2 separate regions of the Hordeum vulgare genome follow, and region 2 is linked to region 1. The links are chromatin contacts, called in public Hi-C maps. All regions are on one chromosome and are shown on one strand. The core of a region is the stretch at or near the end of the contact, and the rest is flanking DNA. Distances in the headings are between cores, read along the strand shown. Region 1 overlaps LOC123445129 (inactive protein kinase SELMODRAFT_444075-like). Region 2 holds the start of LOC123440632 (S-norcoclaurine synthase 1-like).

Region 1 (2,700 bases), core at 151-2,650:
TTGCAACGTTATCTTATACGGGAACAACTATACAGCCATATTATGGTTGCTACGACCCCCTCTCATACCCCCTTTTCTTTCCTAGAGGGGAACTTGGTTGGCATCCAAAGATCCCAAACGTTGGTGTATCCTTGCATGCGGCATTACAGTCTAATGAAAATGAAGATGACGAATCTGGTTAGTCTTTTGCTATAATTTTGTGTTTTCCCTTAGATCCATACTTGTGATAGCCTAACTTTTCCTCTTCGCTTTTATGTAGAAATGAGTGCTCGATTCTGCGTCTGTATTAGATAGTACTATTGTTATAGGTTACAAACACGCCCTGCGATATTCAACTCAATATTACATGGCAAGCGTCTATTTCAGCAGTTTACGGTCGATATGTATATCAAGGTCAAGGGCACTAGACTAGATTTGGGTGTACGTGTCGTTAAAAATCTGTTCGGTGCTTTTATAATTGTTGATGTAACTGAAGCTGAGTTTCACCTACAACGTGAAATCTTATGGTGGTGTAATGCCAACACAACTTCACATGAGAAATCAAATTGGTGTGTTTTCTGGGCCAATGATAAATGTAACTTCGATGCATGATGCATTTGAAAATAGTTGCCCAGATGCATATAACTCTGTTATTCTTTTATGTGTCTAAAGCCTAACCATATCTTGACAAAAAGATGCAGTACTACATTTGATTTATACTTTTTTTTATTCCATTTCATTTTATGTGATTTCGTAGCATAGCACGGGCATCTTACTAGTTAGGTGAAAAGATAGAGTGTACAACCGTAGATTATAGTTTGACATTGTCAGGGGCTCTGTTTGGATCCATGGGTTAGAGTTAGAGTTGGTTAGATTGGACCAATCTAACTTCAAAACATCCAAACATGGAGGGTTAGAGTTGGTTAGATGCATCTAACCCATCAAAAAAACTAACCCATCCAAGAGGTGCTTATTTGGGTTAGAGTTGGGTTGGGCCCAAAAAAAAGTTACTTTTCTCTCTACCTCCACCACACCAAATCCTTGATAAAGGAGCCAAATGATTGAAAAAGGTTCATTTATTGACAATCTAACCCTTCCATCCAAACACCTCTTTGGTTAGAGTTAGTTTAGGGTTAATCCAGGGTTAGAGTTAGTTTAGGGTTAATCCAGGGTTAGAATCTAACTCTAACCTCTAACCGAGTTAGAGTATCCAAACAGGGCCAGGGAGAGCAATCAGCTATATACTTGTACACCATTTGTCATCAAGTCCACTCCAGGTTTACAATACCTCAAAATCCTACTCTTAATTAACTCTACTCATCAGGAAGTATTGATGTTGTCCAATTGCATCCGCCATCCAGTCAATCGCCATGGCATCTCATTCGTTCCAACCCAAATCATGGGAGCAGTTCGGCCGCCTAATGATGGTCGCCAACTTGCAGGGCCCGGAAAGGGACGGCGGATAGCAACCCGCATTGTCTGTTCACTGCTTTTGAGCACGATTTATTCGTTCATTGCTAATTCATCACCAGAATTTGATCCGTGCCCCCATCAGGCAGCACAATTCCGGCAGAAACTCGGATCTAAGCAGCGTGCAGTGGCGTCCATCCAGCAGCTCATCATATCGGGAAGAATTTTCTGCTAGTCTGTCCACATCATTTTCTGAGTAGCACCCATCGCTTTCGCCCGAAAGGGCAAAGCTGATGGAGAAAGTAAACGAAAACAGGCGCCTAAGCTGCACATGGTAGCTTCAATTCGTTGAGATGCTGCAACAGATTTTTCTTCTTCTTCTTCTTCTTTCCGTGACCCAGGCCGAGAAAGCGCTTCAACGGAAAAAAGGTCGCGGCGCGACGTCTCGTCCTGCATCCTTTCCTGCAGATCAGACTATTCGACAGCCACAAACCCAAAGAAGAACAGTAGCTGGCAAAGATGAGGGACAGGGAGCACAAACTCAGAAAATCAACCCGAGTAGAAGTAGAACGGCATTTCATTTACAAAGATAAGCACGATAAAAAAGAAGGGAACTAGTAATTCCCTACGTACACACCATTTTATGCATGGAAGAACAAAACAGAAGGGGGGGAGAAAGGAGAAAACAGGGGAGCAGACAGTAACATGTGTTGCCATTTCACCGGTGAGAGCCAGATATATCCTTCTGCGCGCAACATAGGAACTTCAGTGATGAAATCGGTATTCAGGAATTTCCTCGGGACTGTTTCTTCACTTTGTAAAATGTGAGTGGTAAGGTCGCGGTGGCACATCCTTGCTGACTAGTGTTCGACTCTTGTCTAGAGCGAACATCGGATATCTCATCCGGGTGAGCTCTGCCTTCAATGTAGTGTCCACAGAGCTAGCTACTCCTCCGTAGGATCTCAATTTTTCTTCTACTTTGTAAAATGTGGGATGAATTGTCGGGACAAATCCCTGATGTGCTCATTCTCTGTCTCGATAAGACGAACTACCTCCCCCATAGAAGGCCGCTGTTCCGGGTTTGTCCTGACACAGAGATACGCTGCTCTGGCTAGATGATACAGCCCATACGTGTCATACGTATCTGCAATGCGCTCATCGATTAGATCGTGCAGTGCAAGACTCTCGACCAAAGGCTCCGCCTGAAAATTTATAGAGGTCCAAGGAATTGAATACTGTAAGTATACTGTAAGGCGTTGGCAAATGAAAAATAGAAGAGTTTACTAAAAAGAATACCCATTGCAATATGTG
Region 2 (2,700 bases), core at 199-2,698, 57 kb before region 1:
CACGTGATAAACATAACTTTTAGCGCGCGGGGGACGAAATCGCACGCTTCAGCGGACGCGGTAAAAAAACGCGCGCGGTAAACTTTTGCGCGTGTGCAAGAGAAAAGCGGGCGGCTGCCCACACAGCCACGCGCCTCTCCCTCACCGCTTTCTCGACTCTTCCTCTGCCGCTCCCTCGCCGCTCCCTCTGCCACCATGCTGCCACGCCGCCGTTCATCCTCGGGCTACCGCGGCGTCCGCGAGCGCCCCTCCGGCACCTACTACGCCGAGATCCGGTCCAGCGATGTCCGCGAGCGCCCCTCCGGCACCTACTACGCCGAGGTCCGGTCCGGTGACGTCCGCCTCGGCCTCGACACGTTCGAGATAGCGCACGAGGCCGCCCGCGCGTACGACGCGGCCGCGTGGCGACTAGGGCGGCCTCGCGCACAGATGAACTTCCACGACGTCTACACGCGCGAGCAGGCGCAGAACCTCGCCCCTCCCCCTCGTCTGATCACGGAGCAAGACCGTCACGAGCACCGTCGGCAGCAGCGCCGGCTCTTCGTCGTCGAGGAGGACGAGTGAGCCATGACGGAATGGCGCTGGCGCCACCCGAAGGACGTCGCCAACGAGAATGCCTGGGCGGAGAGGACGGAAAGGCGTCTCGCGGAGCGGCAGGACAGGCGTCGGCACAAATTACTCGCCATATCGCAGTGCGGGGCCGTCCAAAGCGGTTTGCCGCCCATCTTCACCTCCGACGATGAACATTGGGAGGACGCGTTTCTATCTACCTTCGACAACACCTACAGTGACGACTCGAATTAGTTTTATATCTATATATACTAGTTTTAATATCTATGTGTTGAAATAGTTTTATCTATATGTACTATATTATCTATATGTTTTTATCTATACGACAACCATGAACTATATGCATGTTGGACAAGTTTTGGGTGTTAGAGCACCGCACACGCGCTAAATTTGCAGCGGTTGTTGAAGCACCGCACGCGCGCTAAATATGTTGCGAGCGCTGTAGCCGCGTTGGTCGGCGTCATAAAAAAAGTTAACCGGACGCTGTATATAAGTTTTTTGGACGCCGGTCAAAGCGCGCATGCTGAAGATGCTTTTAGTATTGTGTTCGAATAAGTAAATAAAAAATAATGTTCATTATGAAAAGATCAGTTTTCTCTCTCTTTTCTTACATTTAGTTGTTGTTACTAGGTCATTCCGCCGTCCGAAGAAGGAATGAATACATCTAAATATATGTATTTTATTCTTAAATATATTTATAAATTTTTTTGATAAGTATTTTTGGATGAAGGGAGCATTGAGCAGCATACGATAGGAGCTGGCACGAGGAATATGACGGCCGAGAGCGGCACTGCACCAGTTCCTTCTAGACGGCGCAAAGCTTGTAGCACGCGGGCGGCCGTGGTGTGATTTCCTTCTCCTCTTTACAAGCAAACAAAGCGGCAGTAGCTGCCGCGTCGGTATCTCAGACTTTTGTGTTGGCATGCATTTGCACAACAGCTCAATTAAACTACGGCAATCTACGTAGGTAGCAGTTTTGTTGGTGGATCTCGTCTCCTTCTTCAACGTGGCGAGCGCCACGAGCACAGTACTCCGGACAAGACCAAACTTGCCGGCCGGCCGGCCGCCTTAATTTCACCTGCAACTGCAAGATAAATCAGTGACGAGGTGAGCAGCGAGCAAGCACAAGAATCTATCCACCTGAAGATGATGGACGACCCCAAGCCACGGAACCTCGGCGGCTCGCTGCCCGTGCCCAACGTGCAGGACCTCGCCGGCCGCCCCGATGAGCTCGCGGTCACGCCGACTCTACTCCGCCGCTACGTGCGGGCTCAGCCCAACACGGTCGACCTGCGCCCCGACGCCCCTGCCGGCGAAGAACAGGAGCACGTCCCCGTCGTCGACCTTCGCCGGCTCCTCGGTCCGGACGAGGACGGCCTCGCCGGCGGGCGGGACGAGGAGGCCGCCAGGCTGCGGTCGGCCTGCGAGGACTGGGGGTTCTTCCAGGTGGTGAACCACGGGATACCCGAGGAGACCCTGGAGGAGATGAAGAGGAGCGTCATGGGCTTCTTCGCGCTCCCGCTGGCGGAGAAGGCGGCCCTCGCGCAGGAGCCCGGCGAGATCGAGGGGTACGGCCAGGCGTTCGTCGTCTCGGAGGAGCAGACGCTCGACTGGGCGGACATGTTCTTCCTCCTCACGCAGCCGCCCAGCTACCGCGACCTCCGCCTCTGGCCGTCCAAACCTTCCACGTTCAAGTAAGCCAGTATCATGTCATCGTCAAGCTTCCGCACGTAGCCATGAAAGGTAGCCACCGTCTCGTGATTAGCACGAGCTCCCGGTTGATTTGATTTGTTTGCTGTGGCAGGAATTGCTTGGAGAAGTACTGTACGGAGGTGCAAAGGGTGGCGGGCGAGCTGCTGGGAGCCATGGCGGAGAACCTGGGCGTGAAGGACCACGCGAGCATGACGAGGCTCGCCGCGGCGCAGGCAGTGAGGATGAACTACTACCCGCCATGCCCGGAGGCGCACGTGGACAGCGTGCTGGGCCTGTCGCCGCACTCGGACGCCGTCGGGCTGACGCTGCTGCTGCAGGTGAGCCAGGTCCCCGGGCTGCAGATCAGGAGGAAAGGCGGCTGGGTCCCGGTCGCGCCGCTCCCCGGCGCCCTCGTCGTCAACGTCGGCGACGTGGTCG

What was found. A called contact is a pair of places that touch in the nucleus more often than the background predicts.
Region 2: a Hi-C map of leaf shows a contact between it and region 1, with 2.2 times the contacts expected there. The contact joins the promoter of LOC123440632 here to the enhancer-like site in region 1. A contact is called at or near these places in 2 of 6 Hi-C or Micro-C datasets (leaf and seedling) and 1 of 1 datasets of contacts at active chromatin or transcription factors (embryo).

Annotation. Positions count from the first base shown.
Region 1 is chr3H:564,611,426-564,614,125 of MorexV3_pseudomolecules_assembly, reverse strand. It overlaps LOC123445129 (inactive protein kinase SELMODRAFT_444075-like), which reads right to left. Exons shown (of 9, transcript XM_045122069.1): 8 at 2,686-2,700; 9 at 1,931-2,591. The coding sequence ends at 2,364. Among protein-coding and RNA genes, the nearest start is that of LOC123445129, 5.1 kb to the right of the region's middle. Within about 2 kb of position 1,400, at least 3 of the 3 cell types and tissues checked have open chromatin away from gene starts, as enhancers often do. A contact at or near this core is called in leaf and seedling, where this site is marked.
Region 2 is chr3H:564,668,933-564,671,632 of MorexV3_pseudomolecules_assembly, reverse strand. It overlaps LOC123440632 (S-norcoclaurine synthase 1-like), which reads left to right and starts at 1,448. Exons shown (of 2, transcript XM_045117196.1): 1 at 1,448-2,264; 2 at 2,375-2,700. The coding sequence starts at 1,717.